3 separate regions of the Mus musculus genome follow, and all the other regions are linked to region 3. Evidence: chromatin contacts called from public Hi-C and promoter capture Hi-C data. All regions are on one chromosome and are shown on one strand. Each heading gives the region's core, a stretch centred on a gene start, on an enhancer-like site or on the middle of the called end of the contact. The rest is flanking DNA. Distances are from core to core; before and after follow the strand shown.

Region 1 (2,700 bases), core at 182-2,681, 3.1 Mb after region 3:
GACGGCCGTATCTGGCAGTAACAAGTTTAAAGTGTTCCTTTTTATGCTTATAGTTTTATTTCCTTTAGTATATCAGTAAATCACCTCGACAGATGAGTTGTGAGAACCGAGTAACTGCTTTCCATTAGCAGTAACCGTTCATCAGCAACGTTCTCAGTCAAAGCCAACTAATAAGCGTTAGCTTTCAAATCGCCATTAAAATCGAATACTACTACAACCAGTCAAGCAACTACTGTATTTAAAAATGACAAAGAGGCCATGCATCTCAAGATGGAAACGCCCTAAGGAGGAACTAAAAACTGTTTCCACGAGAACCGCTCGGCAGAGCACAGAGTACTTAAAGGGCCCTGGCGCACAGCTCCAAAAACAGCAAAACGATGCCCTCAGGCAACAGCAAGCCTAGGAACTCGCTCGGGCGGCTCCAGTTTTATTTTTTTTTCTGTCCCCACCCATCACTCAGAGGCAAGAGGAGGAACTGGTCTGCGCGTGATCGCCGTGCCAGGGGGCGCTGCATCTGGCCCGAAGCTGCGTGTAAGCTGCGAGACGCCGGCAGCCATGATGGCGCGGCCATCTTGCCGCGGCCATCTTACAACGCAGTTCTCCCGCCGCGGGGCGCACAGCCCACCCCCCATCCCCTGTCCTCCCAACAGCAGAACTCCACACAACGCCGAGACAGAGCCGCTCGTTTGTCCAACAGCCTCGAACCTTCGGCCCACAGTCGCCCGCGCGGCCCGCGGCCGAGAGCTAAGCGGGGAGGATGCGCTGCCGCTGCTCCCCTCCCCCACGCCACATCACCTCCCAACCGTCGCCGTCGCCATCGCTCACCCGCCCGCCGGGCACCTCCCTTCAATAGACTTTCTCCGCTCTCGGAAAAACAAACAAACAAGCGCCGAGGCTCTGCCACACGCACGGAGATGCCCTCGGCCCTGGCCGTGGCCGGGGGCTCGCTTTCGCGCCACCGAGCACTGTCGCGGATGACGCACTGAGATTACCCTCCGCAGTGCGCCTTTCCCCCTTACAAAGCAAGGCCTGCACGGTTTCCCCCGGCCGCAAGCCCCGCCGACCCCGACCCCCAAACCTCCAGCGCCCTGAGTCAGCCTCTCTCCCGTGCACCGTTAGATGCCTCTCCCCAAAGCGGCACACTCACCCTCCTGGAATTTCGGCTTAGGGTCCTGCTTGGGCGCCATTTATAAGTGATTCGCCGCCTCCTCCTTCTCCCACCACCCCCGACTACCGCCCCCTACTCTCTACCCCACCCAACTCAGCGTCAGACGCGCCGTCGGCCACAGCCAGCTCTACATCCTGGGCGCGATTTGCCAGCGCCGCCTGACCTCACAGCACCGCGACCCGCGCAGCCGCCGCCTCAGCCAACGGCTAACCGCTACGCACACAAGCCTGCGCCCGTGCCGCCCAGAGGCATGCCGGGATTGGTAGTTCGACCTCGGATGACGCCAGCAGGGTGGGGGAGGGGAGTGGGAGACAATTGCCCCCCCCCCACGCCCGCGATCCACCACCGCCCCTGTCCCCAACCCCAGCCCTCTAAGTATCCAGACCCCAGAGGCTTGTTAAAACCCAGATTTTTATTTTCTGTAGGTGACAAAGAGGAAGGAATAAGTAAATCACTAGCTAGTGACGAAAGGATGGGAAAAACTCAAGGGGGGCAGATGCTTAGATAGGAAATGAAGCCAGGTAAATGTGGTGGGGTGTTGAAGTGGCCTGAGGACAGGACTGTCTCTGCAGCCTGAGTTCCACGGCATCACCAGGACTTGGCCTAGGAGAGCGCTGGAAGCCAGAAATGAAGCTAGATGCGAGTGAGAAGGTGATCCTCTCCAGAAGCTTCGGTGTCTAGAAAGCCATGCCCTGTTTGAGGGAGTTGGGGGTTGGGAGGGGGTGGGGGTCCGGTTCCCATGACTATTTGTAGATTGCAGCTTCTGACTCTTGAAGTACTTAGTCTCACTAAAGGGGGCAAACCTGGATTGCTGTCAAAGTCAAGGTTCCATACTTAACCCCTTTGTACCATCTTTTGCCATCTTATTTCTTTGGGGTAGTATTGGATGTATACTCAAAAAAAAAAAAACCCAACCCACAACAACAACAAAACCTCTCTTCACATTGTTCCTATGTTCAAAAACTCCTTAATGTACTCTGCTGTGAAATAACACTGTACCCCTGTACCCACTAAATTACATGAATTGCACACAAAGGATCAGAGCTGTTAATTAGGGAGATAAGTCAGAAAACAGTCACCCTGATATTTGAAGCCCTTCCACACTTTGTAGCTACCTAATTATCCTAGGCAAACCTTTATGTCAAAGCCTTTTCTCTTTTCAACAGAGTCTTACTAAATATATTTAACCCTGGCTTGCCTGGAACTGGCTATATAGACTGAGAGGACCATGAACTCACAGTGTCTAGCTCCTGAAACTCTGTCTCTATTTTTTTTTCAGTTATTTTTTTTTTTTTTTTTTTTTTTGAGACCAAGTTTCTCTGTGTAGCCCTGGCTGTCCTGGAACTAGCTCTGTAGACCAGGCTAGCCAAAACTCAAACATTTACCTGCCTCTGCCTCCCAAGTGCTGGATTTAGAGGTATGCACCACCAAACCTGGTTCTGATGTACTTTAAACTACTTTGTGAAAAGTTTTCTCAGGTTACATTTCAACCAGCAAGTTGAGGATACCTGTTTTCCCACATCCTTGCCACA
Region 2 (2,700 bases), core at 94-2,593, 3.1 Mb before region 3:
TTCCTTGCCCTGGAAGACACTTCATTCTTTCACGACAATGAGCCTTTGCACCCACCTCACCTGTTGTGGAAGACTATGGTTCTCTGTGCTCTGCTTTGGCAACCTCTAATCCTCTGGGTGCAGGTCAGCCTTACCTCTGGAAGCATTTTGACCTTCAAGAGCTTGTTTCTCTTCATGCTGTTCTAAGTCTCTTACCACATTTGAATGCCACTGTCTAAGCTGTCTCCTTTGTGTGCATTTCTGAATACGTAGAATTCCATTTCTACTCTTACCCCGTGCTTCTTAGCTAAACCTAACATCTGTTAAGAGGTCACAAATACTACAGGAGGAATGTTTCTTCCTGGCTCCTTCCTCTCTGTTCTCTCAGTCTGTCATAATACTTTCTCCATTCTGGAATCCTTCCTCGAGATCTAGACATACTTTCTTGCCTCTGTTGTATTCTATTTTGATGGCTATCTTCCAACTCATGGCTAAGGAAGATAAATAAATACACACACACATATCATATATATGATATATATGCGATATCATATTTGATATGTATGTGATATATATGATATATATAAAACACTTAAATATTTTAAGATAAAATTTATAAAGTTGATTATTTTGACTTTAAATCAGTCATTCAACTTGCTTTTTTTTTTTTTTTTGGTTTTTTGAGACAGGGTTTCTCTGTGTAGCCCTGGCTGTCCTGGAACTCACTCTGTAGACCAGCCTGCCTCTGCCTCCCAAGTGCTGGGATTAAAGGCGTGCACCACCACCGCCCGGCAACTTGCATATTTCTAAGTTACACAGAGTAAGACCATTAGGTGATTTTTGCTGCACCTCGACTTTAAATTCCTAGTGGATTTGAAGGCCGAAATCTCTACTTACTATTTTTTGATATGATCTAAATCAGGATAAGCAAAATCAATTTTAAAGATTTAAATATATTTACTATTTCAAAATAAGAGTGAAGGCCTTTCCCGAATTCTAGATTTTTTCGGAAACTCGAAACCAACGCCTGTCTTTGCAATGACCATATTGCACTTACAGACTATGAGAAACACAGCCTAAAACGAAAACGCTACTGAAAAATGCACCGCAAAAATGACACTGCGAAAGAACACAGGCAGTCGCGTTGTGACACCCCAAGTCCTGCAGCTGATTTTGGGGTGGGACCCAGGGACCACATCTCAGGCTGCAGGGGCCTTGGTATGGCTTCCGTCTGGGCGGGCCGCCAGGTCATAGCGTCTCCATCCCCGCCCCCGAACTTCCGTCTCCGATTGGTCTCTTTCACGGACCCGCCCCTCGAGGCTGCCCAATGAGGAAGCCTGCGTCTTAGCTCCTCCCTCCCTGCCGGCAGCGTGGGCTGCGGTGCCTGAGAACTGGGGATGGCGGCGGTGGCTGCGCGCGCGGGTGGGCTGCTGTGGCTCCGGGCTGCGGGAGCAGAGCGGCGGCGGTGCGGACTGCGCTGCGCTGCGCTGGTGCAAGGCTTCCTGCAACCCGGGGGCGAGGACACGGCCCAGAAGCGGCGGGTGGCCCACTTCACTTTCCATCCGGACCCAGAGTCCCTGCAGTATGGTGAGATTTGGGGATCTTGCTGCATCCCGGCTCTATCCTTGCCTTGCCCTAGACTCTAGACTCTACTCTAGAGCCTCCTTGGTTCGGGTCAGTTTGCGTTCCTGTTACTCGTCCTTGGTGATTCTTCCCTTCAGATGCAGCCCCTGGAACTTCAAGATAGGTGAGAGGGCACTCTGCCTTCTGCTAGGGCCTGAGGGTGTAGAGGAGTTGTCCAAAGAGCGCTCCCCCGCCCCCTTCCCCTGAGTTCTATCCATGCTTTCCCCATATCAGGTCTTAGGTGTTAGCTTGTCCTAGACTGAGTCACTAACTTGAGGCAACTGTCTGTAAAACACTTGCCTTTTAATTTTCATTTGAAAATGTAAACCTAGGGAGTAAATACTAGAATTTGATTTTCTCAAGGTCACGAGACAGGTTCTGCCTAAAGATGGGAAAGAATCCAGACTTCTATTTCAGCCTCATACAGAGCTCCTGCTGGGCCCCGCTGTCACCTGGCCAAGCAGTATTCCATAGAGATGGTGGAGAAGAGCGAACAGAAGGGAATGGGGCAGGCTCCTGTCCTGCCACCTTTGCCTCACTCTGACTGTTTCTCCTGTAAGTTTTATGCAGTCGCCCTCCATCCTAGGTCTAACTGCAGAGCACCAGGAGAAAGTAAGGAAAACCTACACTGTTTTTTTTTTTTTTTTTGTCTAATAACTTGGGGCTGGCAGTTTTTGGAAGCCCATCTTTACTTGTGAACAATAATGGAATATTTAACCGAAAGCTTGCTATTGGTGAAATTTACATTCCTCATCTCATTTAGTTCATAGGACAAGATTTAATTTCATGTGAGGTAGGTCATGTTTTCATGTTTGCTTTGCAGTTAGATAAACGGAAGCCTTGAAGCAGATTATTCAACAGTACACAGGACATAAGTTCATGAGACATAGCGCCAATGGTCAGAATCTAGTAAGCAGGATTCCAGACTTGCCACTCCACGGAAGGCAATAAAGAGGCCTTTAGAAATAATTTCAATGACGGGGTTTCCCAGTTTTGTGAAATAGTAGGACTAGAAAGATGAACAGCAGTTCGTTTTTCCCTCTCAGCCTTCAGTACTGTTTTCACAGCAAAGAAACTTTGGCCTGGTAATGGAGAAAT
Region 3 (2,700 bases), core at 72-2,571:
GTGACACAGTAGATTATGCTCATGAAGTCCTTTTAGTTTTTATATAATCACCTGCTCAGCAGTTCAGGTGCAAACAAACATATTTTATTAATCTATAATCTGAGCTACTTGTGAGGATGAGGCAGGAGAACTGCAAGTTCAATGCTTGTCTGACAATATACCAAAAATATTTTCCTGCAGTATTCCAGAATAAAAATGGGTAGAGGTGGAGATGAGAGGTAATTAGCTAGCTAAGAAATGTCCCGTGCTTGAATGACTAAGCATATCCACAGACTCTCTCATAATATTAAACCACATTATCACAACTTTGACTCCCAGGGACTCTGGAAACTACATAGCTGGAGTAAATGATGTGTCCAGAATCAGAAAAAATTAGAACCCCACAGAGAATGGGATGGGTTATTTAGAACTACTCTTTGGGAAAATGTTCTCTTTCTATTGGATTCCACCCTGTGGATCTGTGTATTTTCCTAGCAAAAAGAAAAAGCCAATGTATCACTAACATGGACCCACAGTGTTAGGAATTTCTCTTGTTAACAAATCAGGATAGTATAAGGTGGCCTGTCTTTTGTTACATGCCTATTAATATATACAGTATATGGTTTAGATATAGCCATTTATTTCTTACAGAAACCCAAGCCTATACAGACAAAATGTTCCTTTAATAAAAAGTAGCGTGCATAGGCCATTAAATACAAGGATGACACCAAAACCAAATCACTCTATTTAGGAGTGAGCTACTTGTAGATTTCAGGGAAAGTGAAGAGTTATGGGAGGAGGAAGAATGTGTGAGTGTATGGATAGAGAAGGTCTTCTGGAAACGTCGTCTGGAAACGTCTTTTACTCGTTTTCCAGACTGGTTCCCCAAACGTGACGTTTCTTAACCCACAGCAGAGGCTGCTTGAGTTCGGCTTCTTAGCTCATGAAACTGTGAAGTCCTCTTTCCTAGAGCTTAGTATTTTACAGGAGAGAACTATTCAGCAGTCTGAACGTTTTGATAGTGTTGTTTTCTTTCATATTTCAATTGTTGTTTATCAAGAGACAGGCACTGGTCTTCTTGTTCTACCAGAAATAACCCTCGGCCTCTATCAGCACCAGGGCTGGGGAACAGCTTCACTCTCTGATCTTTCAGCAGAAAGCTGTCATTTCCTTGTGGTGCTGAAGTTTAGGACCAAAGAGTAACTGAGCATGCGCTGCCCTGCCCCCAACCCCCGCACAGCCACCCCTTCCCAAGCCGGGCGACCGGGCTCACAGAGTGAGTGAGCCTTTCCTCTGACTCCGCCCCCGCCCCGCCTCTCGTGAGCGTGATTGCGTCACGACGCGCCTGACCCCTGGCGACCCCGGAAGTGGGTCGGGGGCTTGGCCTCGGCCGGGCCAAGGAGCCCGCACGGACGGTGGTGGGCGCTGGGGTCCCACCAGGGCAGCCTGTCCGGTGGCGGAGCCCGGATGCGGCCCGAGCCGGGGGCCCAGGATGCTGAACGTCCCTTCCCAGGCTTTCCCGGCCCCCGGCTCCCAGCAGCGCGTCTCCTCCCAGGGGCGCAGCAAGGTAAGTGGCGACGCCGTTCGTTCGACTACTAACTCAAACGCCCTAAGTGTGTTTGAGCTGCTGAAGTTGGCCGCGGTAAGTCCACTCGGCACCCCGCTTCCGGCATGGTTGCATTTCTGTCTCAAGCTGTCCTCTCCAGTCTTTTGTTCTTTACGGTCAAAGATCCAGGCTGAGCAGTGGCGGTGGCTAGGGATGATTGGAGTCTGCAAACCTGCCGTCAGATTTAGTGCCACCTCTTCAAGTCGCACTCCTCTGTGTATACGGTAGCCAGTGGTTCCAGCACTGCCTCATCTGTAGACACCCCTGGTTGATTTTGAATCTGGTACCATGCTCTTGTCTATTTGTTGAATATGGTTACTGTCAGCAGCAGGTGGAAATACAGATATATAGTTGCAAAATTCAGTACAAATTGTGTAGTGTATTCATTGCAAGGCGAATGCTCTTATGTTATTTTGCTAGTTCCTTATTCTGTAACCACATCTTGGTATTTTCTTTTGAGACTTCTGTCTTCTTGGGCTACTCGATTCCTTTCTCGAGTTTTATTTTATATGACTTTGAGACTTTCCATTCTTCTCCACTTAGATCTGAGGTTTTGCCCTTAGATCAGAAAAGGAATTGAGGTTTTCATTTATTTTTCAGAAATGTCTGTCCCCAGCTTTAATCATACATAGCACTAAGATGTTTTGTGGGCTCACTGATGGCCATGTGTATCTGGAGTCCTTTTCCTTTGCCCATTGAATCTTCACAGTTACCCTGAAGCTAGGGACGTTTACTATCTTCATTCTTGGTAAAAAGAAATAGGTTGATGAAAGTCTGCTATCAGTCACGTAAGCTTGTGATTATGACATTTCCTTCATTGCTGTGTGTGCGCCTCTGCTCACCAGCCATCAACTGGGTATCTTGCTCTCTCTTTAAGCTAAGTGCTTGGCTCCATAGTCTAAGGTTGCCCTTTGTAGAATGAGAACGTCAGTAACTGACTTTCTTCATTAAAATGGCTATGTTCTCAGCATTCATTTAAAGGAGAAAACTTCTAGGCAAAGACAGCAAGTTCCTTAGATGCGATAGCAGAAGTAAGTTTTGTTGTCCCCAAAGAGGGCAAAGTAAGATCTTTGTGTAATTTAATAGGACCCTCAGGTAGGATTAATTTCTTTGTT

The links. Promoter capture Hi-C pulls out the DNA fragments that hold promoters and counts their contacts. A called contact is a pair of places that touch in the nucleus more often than the background predicts.
Region 1: a contact with region 3 is called in a promoter capture Hi-C map of pre-B cells. The contact joins the promoter of Morf4l1 here to the promoter of Cyb5r4 in region 3. A contact is called at or near these places in 1 of 39 promoter capture datasets (pre-B cells) and 1 of 484 Hi-C or Micro-C datasets (CD4 T cells).
Region 2: a Hi-C map of CD4 T cells shows a contact between it and region 3, with 5 times the contacts expected there. The contact joins the promoter of Bckdhb here to the promoter of Cyb5r4 in region 3. A contact is called at or near these places in 1 of 39 promoter capture datasets (pre-B cells) and 1 of 484 Hi-C or Micro-C datasets (CD4 T cells).

Annotation. Positions count from the first base shown.
Region 1 is chr9:90,113,389-90,116,088 of GRCm38.p6, forward strand. Morf4l1 (mortality factor 4 like 1) reads right to left here and starts at 1,432. Exons shown (of 12, transcript NM_024431.3): 1 at 1,148-1,432. The coding sequence starts at 1,187.
Region 2 is chr9:83,923,794-83,926,493 of GRCm38.p6, forward strand. Bckdhb (branched chain ketoacid dehydrogenase E1, beta polypeptide) reads left to right here and starts at 1,344. Exons shown (of 11, transcript NM_001305935.1): 1 at 1,344-1,566. The coding sequence starts at 1,377. It overlaps Gm36278 (a long non-coding RNA gene), which reads right to left and starts at 1,212. Exons shown (of 4, transcript XR_379675.2): 1 at 1,037-1,212.
Region 3 is chr9:87,020,708-87,023,407 of GRCm38.p6, forward strand. It overlaps Cyb5r4 (cytochrome b5 reductase 4), which reads left to right and starts at 1,322. Exons shown (of 16, transcript NM_024195.2): 1 at 1,322-1,546. The coding sequence starts at 1,472.